Linked DNA regions of Ovis aries: region 1 is linked to region 2. Evidence: chromatin contacts called from public Hi-C data. All regions are on one chromosome and are shown on one strand. The core of a region is the stretch at or near the end of the contact, and the rest is flanking DNA. Distances in the headings are between cores, read along the strand shown. Region 1 holds the start of TMEM230 (transmembrane protein 230). Region 2 holds the start of WDR37 (WD repeat domain 37).

The links. A called contact is a pair of places that touch in the nucleus more often than the background predicts.
Region 1: a contact with region 2 is called in a Hi-C map of hypothalamus, with 4 times the contacts expected there. The contact joins the promoter of TMEM230 here to the promoter of WDR37 in region 2. A contact is called at or near these places in 3 of 16 Hi-C or Micro-C datasets (blood, hypothalamus and skin fibroblasts).

The regions. Positions count from the first base shown.
Region 1 is chr13:47,042,150-47,046,791 of ARS-UI_Ramb_v3.0, forward strand. It overlaps TMEM230 (transmembrane protein 230), which reads right to left and starts at 2,779. Exons shown (of 4, transcript XM_012188661.4): 1 at 2,609-2,779; 2 at 657-770. The coding sequence starts at 755. It overlaps PCNA (proliferating cell nuclear antigen), which reads right to left. Exons shown (of 6, transcript XM_004014340.5): 6 at 4,235-4,621. The coding sequence ends at 4,542.
Region 2 is chr13:45,916,422-45,921,154 of ARS-UI_Ramb_v3.0, forward strand. It overlaps WDR37 (WD repeat domain 37), which reads right to left and starts at 2,263. Exons shown (of 14, transcript XM_060397582.1): 1 at 1-2,263. It overlaps IDI1 (isopentenyl-diphosphate delta isomerase 1), which reads left to right. Exons shown (of 6, transcript XM_060397583.1): 2 at 1-2,735; 3 at 2,977-3,149; 4 at 3,290-3,382; 5 at 3,804-3,934. The coding sequence starts at 2,587.

The DNA.
Region 1 (4,642 bases), core at 1,529-4,028, 1.1 Mb after region 2:
AAGTGTGGGTCCCAAAAGTACAAAGAATAATTGATTTCTTTATACTGATACTTATTTAAAAGGACGGGGTTCCTGCTACTTCTTTGATCCTAGTTCCACCTAAAATAGTCTAGTCTAAAGGGAAGTGGGCAAAAGGAGATGCTACACCCTTAAGTACTTTATAAACAATGATCAGGAAGGACACACATTTTAAAAATATTCTGTTTTACTTACTGTTTGCCACAAAGAATACCTTTAATAAATTGGATCTCATGACATCAGGAAAGAAGGAAGATTCCCACAATCTGCTGGCTTTAGCAGTGAGTTTCTCCCTTAAAAAATGAACTGGTTTTGACTGAACTGTAAACAAACTGGTAACACAGTCTTTAAAAAATTCTGCTTAACAAGATAGTCTGATTATTTCCAGATAAACTAAATAAAATTTGCAACTATTAGACTCTGGCATCACAACTAAAATTTCTCAGAAATGGACAATATTTATATTGGTTTGAAACTGCCAAGGTCCCTCTTTCTGCAGGCTATGGCTGAAAGAGACTCAGCAGTTTCTTTTCTGCTCCCTCTAATCCCTAGGAACAATCAGCAAAACCTGGAAGGTCTCCCTGCTAACTCAGCATCAACAGAGCCAGCTAATCTCATCAGGTCCTTTCTGCATTTACCTGAAGGTCAATGTAGCCATCATCTGTACTAGAGAGTCTTGAGTATTTCACTTTGCTACTGGGAATTCCAGTAGCCAGGTTGGTACGAGACGGCATCATAACACGCTGACACAGCTACAGTATGAAAACAAAGAAAAGTATTATTGTCTGCAGGCTACTATAATGTGTTTGTTATACATACTGGAGTTCTGGGCTGCCGTGTTATACTAGCATTTGGCGATTTAAGCTCCATTGCTCTTAGAGCCTGATATTCCTTTGACATGAAAACATTCTCATTATGCCTCTACCCTAGTTTCTCCTGGTAGAATAAGAATCAAGACATTTGCCAAGAACCAGACTTCATATTTATTTTGCCATTAATGTTTCTCTGCCTCCTCATTTTTTCAAAGTCACAAGAGAGTAGGTGAAACAGTGGTTACTTAAATCCATCTGACATTTCAACCATTCTGCTACAGTACTGCCTGTCCCCCATCCCTGCTTTCAGAAAAAGGGGAGCATATACACAAGTGATTCTCTTATTTGACTAGGACAGAGGAGAGAGGGTGAGAAATGAAATACATCCACATCAGCATTTTGCCTATTTCCCTCTGATGGATATCATCCGTTTAATGCAAAAGATCTGTAAAAGTTCTTGTAAATTTGGATAAGCTATTGGCTACCAGTATTATACCAGTGTCCTCTGATTTGCCTGTCTCTCTGCTCCACCCCAGAGGGCTTCCTCCTTGGCTCAGGGGTAGAGTCCAAAGGAGGAGACCCAAGCTCAGTCCCGGGGTTGGTAAGGTTCCCCTGGAAGAGGGCACGGCAACCCACTCCAGTATTCTTGCCTAGAGAATCTCATGGACAGAGGAGCCTGGCGGGCTACAGTCCCTGGGGTCGCAGAGAGTCCAACACAACTGGAGTGACTGAGCATGCACGCACTGCTTCAGTCCAAGCACTGAAAGCAGCAATTTCACTTTCCAGGTCCTTCTTCAGCTACATCAAAAACAAAACAAAAAAACTCTGAATAAATGCTTGGTTTTTGTTCAAACTAGTCAAAGTTGACTCCTATAATGAAATCGTGGCTATTACGTCACCAGCTTAAAAGACAGTAGATAAGATTAAACTGAAAAACATTTGTAATTCGTGTACTTTTCCTCCATAAAATCACAAAGTTATGTGAATGAAACAAGTAAACCTATTTTGATCAAGTTACTTGATTTCTAAAAGTGAAACATATCTATGCGCTTTGCTGCTGCTACGTCGCTTCAGTCGTGTCCGACTCTGTGCGACCCCATAGACGGCAGCCAACCAGGTTCCCCCGTCCCTGGGATTCTCCAGGCAAGAACACTGGAGTGGGTTGTATATACTTAATTCTGAATATTAATAAGCTGTTTTAAGTGGCCTGCAGACAACCTAATTAGCATTATAAAGGAACTGGTGCTAACCGCTCCCGTTCCTTTTTAGTAATTTTGTAATGATACAGAAATCAAGTACTGAAAAAATAAGTTTGCTTTCTTATATGCTTTTCAAAAATGGTTAGATCAAATTATGTGAAAAATTGTTTTTAAGTGTTGTGATCCTGATTACACGATAATCTAAATTTAATTCTATAAAACTTTTAAGTTTAGACTACCAATAAATGGGGGGTCTTGAGAGCATTTAATCACCTGTGATTTGTATCAGTCTTTAAAAGTTTACATACTGTCATTAACTATTCATACACTGCATCAAAACATAAAAATAGGCATGGCGTGAGGAACACCAGACGACTGCTTATTGGTAGCAGAGTAACAATTCGAAAAGAGGGAAAAGGAAAAATGTAAAGCAATGTTTACTGAGTACCTGCCCAACAGGCTTTTTTACCAGCCTCACCGGAATCCCCAAATTTCTTCAGCACTTGAATGCTGCAAGAATTTTTTAAGCATAGCACTTAGCACACAGCTTCGCACTACGCGCCTCTCCACAATACTTCCCTGTCCGCTTCCAGACCCAGCGAGCAAGAGAAATAAGAACTGACGTGAATTTAGATGGAAAAATCTGCTTTCAGGAAAGCGGCCAGCCGTCCCCCGGGAGGGTGAATGCTCCACACCGAGGACTCCAGCCTTCACCGGCGGAGAACGCAGTCTGGGCCGCGCCGAAAGCCTGAGGCGAGCGCTTCCGCTTCCGCTTCCGCTCCCGCCCAGGGAGCACACACGCCTTATCCGGGGCCCGAGCACGGACAGCTTGCTCACGGTTGGCAGCTGGAGCGCCCGAGACCTCCCCCAACTGCCACCCCGCCTCGGACCGGCTACACGCCGGAAATGGCGTGTGTTTTGGAGGCTGCGGGCCGGAAGTGGCGTCAACGGGGGCGACGCCTTCTCATTCTAGTTTCTTCGGTTTCAAGCCCGCTTTCTTTCCAGCGGCCCGCAGAAGTCGTCGGGTCTTACTGCTGCTCAAGCGGAGCGGCCCCGTGGGGTTTTCTAAGGCTCTGCAGTCCTGGCTGGCTGTCCACCATTCCCGCCGGGGCCGGTGGGTTCCTAGGCAGCGGCGCCGCCTGGATCACAGTCAGGCCCAGGGCTACCCGGCCACGTGTTTCTTTCCGGTCCCCCGGGCAGTGTAGGGAGCTCAGTGGCGCTGCGAAACGCACAAGCTGAGCTGACAAAGCTCCAGAAAGCTGGAGGTCTCCGTATGACCAAGGAAGGCTGCCTTTCCCGGGGTCTGCGCAGCGGTCTCTGCCACCGTCTACCTCACTCACTACTCTGGAGTAGCACCCTACATTCCCGTGCTTGTTTCCTGCACATCTTCAGGCCAGGCCCTATTAAGAGGGCTGCACACAAGGTACATTTTGCAATACATAAAGCTCTTTAAAATGTCAAGCTTTATTAAAGTATAATTTACATATACTGAAGTACAATTGGGTTAGTTTTTTTGACAAATGCAGTGGAGACATCACCACAGTGTAGATAAAACTTTTTATCACTCCAAAATCTTCCAGCAGGCCCCTCTGCTGTCAAGTCTCCTTCCCCAACACACTCGGAAGGTAATTTATCTACTGGATACAGTGAGTTCTACCATCGGATAACTAGAATTTAATACGTGACTTTGCAGCACAATTATTGCTGGGCCTTTTTCACTTTCTTGGTTGACGCCTGACACCCATGGAAACCATTTTCATCCTTTAAGGGAATAAGTCCCCCCTGCCCCTCCCAAAAGTACTTACACTAGAAAAACTATTTTTGCACATACTTCTTGGGACCTATCACAGACCTACTAACATTTTCAAGACTCCTGTACAAGGCTCCCTAGGCTAAAAAAACACTGCCCTACAACAATCCTGTAAGTGACCTTATAAAGGCCATTGAACTTTGCAAACATTAAGCTTCTGTAAAGTGTTAGTTTCTGCTAATACAAAATATTATATGTGTTCTACTCTTTTCATTTCTTGAGCTCAAGTCAGAATACCAAAGTTTGGCAAACGAATCACCCCAAAATACTCACTGTATTTGGAATACTTTAGACTGAAAAAATAGAGCAGTTACATGAAAGAGCTGGTTGAATTACAACTTGTTTAGGATACTTGCAATCACTGTAGTCCAAATGAAGGCACTGTCCTACTATGCTTAAATTCAAATGACTTTTATTTAAATTGAAAACGATACTTAAAACACATTTAGAGTCAAAACTCTTTTGTTTATAAAAACTATAAGGATTATTCCTAGGTAAGGCAGAAGTATTACTCAGTTAACAAGACCAGATTTGAATTTGCACTTTTCTTTAAACAAGTTGTAAAGAATGGAGAAAAAATAGTTATTTACAGAAAACAGTATCTACATATGTACTCAGAGGTACAAAGACTTAAGTGTGTGCTGGCATCTCAGAAGCAGTTCTCAAAGAGCTTAGTTTTATTTCTTTGAATTTTAAGAATGTCTAAGATCCTTCTTCATCCTCGATCTTGGGAGCCAAATAGTACTTTAAATGTCCCATATCAGCAATTTTATACTCTACAACTGAAAGAAAACAGGAGAACA
Region 2 (4,733 bases), core at 1,013-3,512:
ATATAAGGTGAACTTAGGGTTTCAAGCTTGATGGTTGTAACTACCATTCAACTAGTAATTTTATTAGGGACCTAATATGCACAAGGCATTCTGCAGGGCGAGGGAGCAAGTAGAATGCCGGGTGAACCACAGTATCAGCTCCCAATTGATTCAGGTGCTAATATGTGGTTTTATTTTGCAGCACAGTATCAACAGTTTGGGTGAAACTTAGGATGTTGTTATAATTGAGGTAATCTTTTCTCTGCTATATTTAGAATTCTATAAAAGTCAACCATGACTGTAAAGAAGTGTCACAAAAATAAGAGGGGAAAGGAATCAACACTTTAAGGGCCTGCTGTGTGCCAGGCACATAACATATTAACTTGTCTGATCCTCAGGCCAACCTAATAAAGTGCTGATCGAAACTGCGATGAGGTACCACCTCACACTGGTCCAAATGGCCATCATCAAAAAGTCCACGAATAGTAAATGCTGGTGAGGGTGTGGAGAAGAGGGAACCTACAGCCACTATGGAGAACAGTGTGGAGGTTCCTTAAAATAAAACTACAACTACCATATGATCCAGCAATCCCACAACTGACCATATATCTGGACAAAACTCTTAATTTCAAAAGATACATGTACCCCCAAATGTTCACAGCAGCACTATTCACAATAGCCAAGCCATTAAGCAATCTGAATGTCCATCAACAAATGGAATGGATAAGAGACATGGTGTGTATACATATACACACACAATTGATAAAAAAGATGTGTGTATACACACACTCGTGTGCGTGTGCACGATGGCATACTACTCATTAAAAAAAAGAAACCTTTTGCACCATGAATGGGCTTCCCTTGTAGCTCAGTCGGTAAAGAATTTGCTTGCAGTGCAGGAGGCTCAGGTTCGATCCCTGGGTTGGGAAGATCGCCTGGAGAAGGAAATAGCAACCCATTCCAGTATCCTTGCCTGGAAAATCTCATGGACAGAGGAGCCTGGTGGGCTGCAGTCCATGGGGTTGCAAAGAGTCAGGCATAACTGAGCAACTAACACTTTTTACAACATGAATGAACCTAGAGATTGTCGCAGTGTGAAGAAAGTCAGCAAAACATATTTGTAGGTGGGATCTAAGTTCAGTTCAGTCACTCCAGTCGTGTCCTACTCTGCGACCCCATGGACTGCAGCATGCCAGGCTTCCCTATTCATCAACTCCCTGAGGTTGCTCAAACTTACGTCCATCTTCATGTCCATGGAGTCAGCGATGCCATCCAACTATCTATGATACAAATGAACTGTAATTTACAGAACAGAAATAAACACAAAAAACAAACTTAGGCCTACCAAAAAGGAAAGGTGGGATGGATAAATTATATTGGGATTAACATATACACTACTATATATAAACAGAATCCAAGGATTTACTGTGTACCACAGGGAACTAACTTTATTCAACATCTTGTAATAACCTATACTGTTAAAGAATGTGTAAACTATCTTTTTGCTGTACACCATAAACTAACATAAATCGACTGAAGTACAAATTATTCTGAATTGAACTTAAAACATGCGAGCATGCTAAGTAGCTTCAGTTGTGCCAACTCTGTGCGACCCCATGGACTGTAGCCCTCCAGGCTCCTCTGTCCACGGGATTTTCCAGGCAAAAATACTGGAGAAGGTTGCCAGGCCCTCCTCCAGGGGATCCTCCCAACCCAGAGATGAAGCCCACGTCTCACATCGCCTGCATTGGCAGGTGAGTTCTTTACCACTAGCACCACCTGGGAAGTCCAATTAAGCGTGAGGATGTTATAATTAGCTGTCAAAACTCAAAAACCTAGTATGCAATGGAGCAAAGACTGGATTAAAATCCAGGTCCACATCAAAGCTCACGTTTTTCACAGTGAGCAGTTTTACCTTCCCAGGTAAGCGCTTTCCTTTGATAGCGCTGCTGTAACAAAATGCCACAAATCAGGCTTAAACAACATAAATTTATTGTCTCAGGTCTGGAGGCTTGAGGTCCAGGATCAAGGTGCCAGTCGGAGCTGGTTCCTGCTGAGACCTGTGACAGGGAATCTGTGCCATTCTCTCTCTCTCGCCTTCCGGTGGTTTGCCAGCAACTCCCGACTGGCAGAGGTCGTTTTCTAACTCCTTTCCTTCACAAATAGTGACAAACTTGTCTGGCTACTTTGAAGTCGCCACACTACCCGGCAGGGAAAGCTCACGCTCACCAACAGGTCTGTTTAGCTCACAGAACGGCTTCACGCAAGCGCCTCCCCGCGCCTCAGGCCGCGAGCGCGCGGAGACGCCTGACGTCAACGCGCCGCGAGCGCAAAGCTTCAGCGCGTCGATTGGCTAGAGCGGCCGAGGGCAAGACGTAAGCGGACGCTCACTCGGCCCCTAGTCAGCAAGTGCCCTCTATAAAGCCGTTGCGCACTCGAGGAGCGTCATCTCAGCTGTGTACCGAAGACACCAAGAGCACCCGTGCTGCAGCCTGGAAGAAGGTTCCACAGCCCAGAGCCGTGGGAGGAGACACCTGGAGATCAGGAGTGGCGCCACCGCGCGACCGTGACGTGGGTCGCGGGCTGGCGCACCATTGGCCGGCAGGAATGTGGCGCGCCCTGGCGCCGGCGCGGGCAATTGGCCGCGCGGCCTCGGGGGGCGGGACTCGGGCCGGAGGCGGGGCCCGTGCCTTGGGGCGGGGTCTGAGGGAGACTCGTCTGGCGGCGCAGCTTTCAGCGGACCGCTCGTGTGCGAGGTACGGAGGAAAGAGTCTGTGAGGTGCCGGGAGGCGGGCAGGGTTCCGGGCTCTGCGCGCTGAGGGGCGGGCCGAGCGCTTCCGGATCGCATCCCGTAGTCTAACCCAACCGTGTGGGGAAGTAGCCGGAGGCCCGCGGTCTCCGGCGTGTGGGCAGCACGGGGGGCTGTAAGCGCGGCCCGGGGCCCGGCGCTGGGGAGGCGGTGGGGGCGTCCTCCGACTCTGGGACCCCCGCCCCCAGGTTCCCGGGGCGGCGCGGAGGCTGGGCGGCGATGCCGGAGGTGAGCACGGACGAGCTGGACGAGCAGCAGGTGCAGCTCCTGGCGGAGATGTGCATCCTCATCGACGAGAACGACCGGAGGATCGGGGCGGAGACCAAGAAGAACTGCCACCTGAACGAGAACATTGAGAGAGGTGCCCGCGAGGGCGGCGGGCGGCGGGCCGGGGTCCTCGGGCGCAGGGAGGGCGGGGATCCCACGTCGCCCCCTATGGCCGCCCGAGCCCTTGCGAGCCCCAGACAGAGACTCAGGGCGTCGCATCTCTCTCGCCGCCAGGGCTGTTGCACCGAGCTTTCAGTGTCTTCCTGTTCAACACCGAGAACAAGCTGCTGCTGCAGCAGAGGTCAGACGCTAAGATTACCTTCCCAGGTAAGTGCTCACCCTTTGTATGTTGTTGGCAGCTGCACGTGCTTTGATTTGTTTGATTTGTCACGTGCAATTTCTGGTAGCCGAGATCAGAAAATTCTAGTCAGTTGCTGAGTTTTATTTTCTTCGCACGAGAAGCTTGTACGGTGGATGCAACCTAATAAATAAAGCAGCAGTAAAGGATAAGAGCTGCTAGGTAGGTTTAGATGTGTCTGTAATCATTTGTGTCTTATACACAAGACCATTTAACCGTTTGGGTTAAGAAAGCATTCATAAAAATGTACATCTACCTGTGTCTTTCACAAAATTCTCCAGAATCTTTTGTTGTTGTTGTTACTTTTTAAACTTAGTTTTCTTAATCTTCCTAACCTATTTTTCAGGAAAATTTTATCTCTGTATATTTATAAACATTAACATGTTCCAGGGTGTTTTACTAATACTTGCTGTAGTCACCCGTTAAGCAACCCGAGTGAGCTGGAAGAAAATGATGCTATTGGAGTAAGAAGAGCAGCACAGAGGCGGTTAAAGGCCGAACTCGGAATTCCCATGGAAGAGGTAACCCACCATACCAGCTGAAATGTATTTAGAATACATTAAAACAATTAACAAAACTTTAAAGTGTAGCTCTCTGCTTTGTATCACTTGGTTTTTTTAGGCCCAAAAAAAGCCCATTGAATAAGTCAAATTTTGACTTCATAATACTTGTAGATACTTAACTCTACCACGATCGGTTGATCTATTAACCAGTATATAAAGTTAACTGTTTTATAATTGACCAAGGGTGAGTATTTTCTTGTGAACTACAGACCTGACTGGGTGAATTGAAATTATCCTCTTGTTCCTGGAATTGTCCCCTTTTAATAAGACCTGAATGAATTAAAGTATCTCTCTTATCTAGTTAAAATGGGAATTTTTTTTCCTGCTATGAATTAAGATGCAAGGGGGAATGTCACACTTCTAGTTTGCATGACTCTATTTTCTTTAATATACATTTTTCAATAAATTTTCTAGTTCTGGTCCTTTGGGAAAAATTTCAGACTTGAAACTATTTAATACTATTTCAAGTATACATATTTTCCTGGGTCGGGAAGATCCCCTGGAGAAGGGATAGGCTACACACTCCAGTATTCTTGGGCTTCCCTGGTGGCTCAGCTCTTAAAGAATCTGCCTGCAATGAGGGAGACCTGGGTTCAGTCTCTGGGTTGGGAAGATCCCTTGGAGACGGGAACAGCTAACCACTCCAGTATTCTGATCTGGAGAATTCAATGGATTGTATTAAGTAGTCCATGGGGTCACAGTCAGACATGACTGAAAGACTTTCACTTTCACAGTATATATACTTTATGTATTTTGT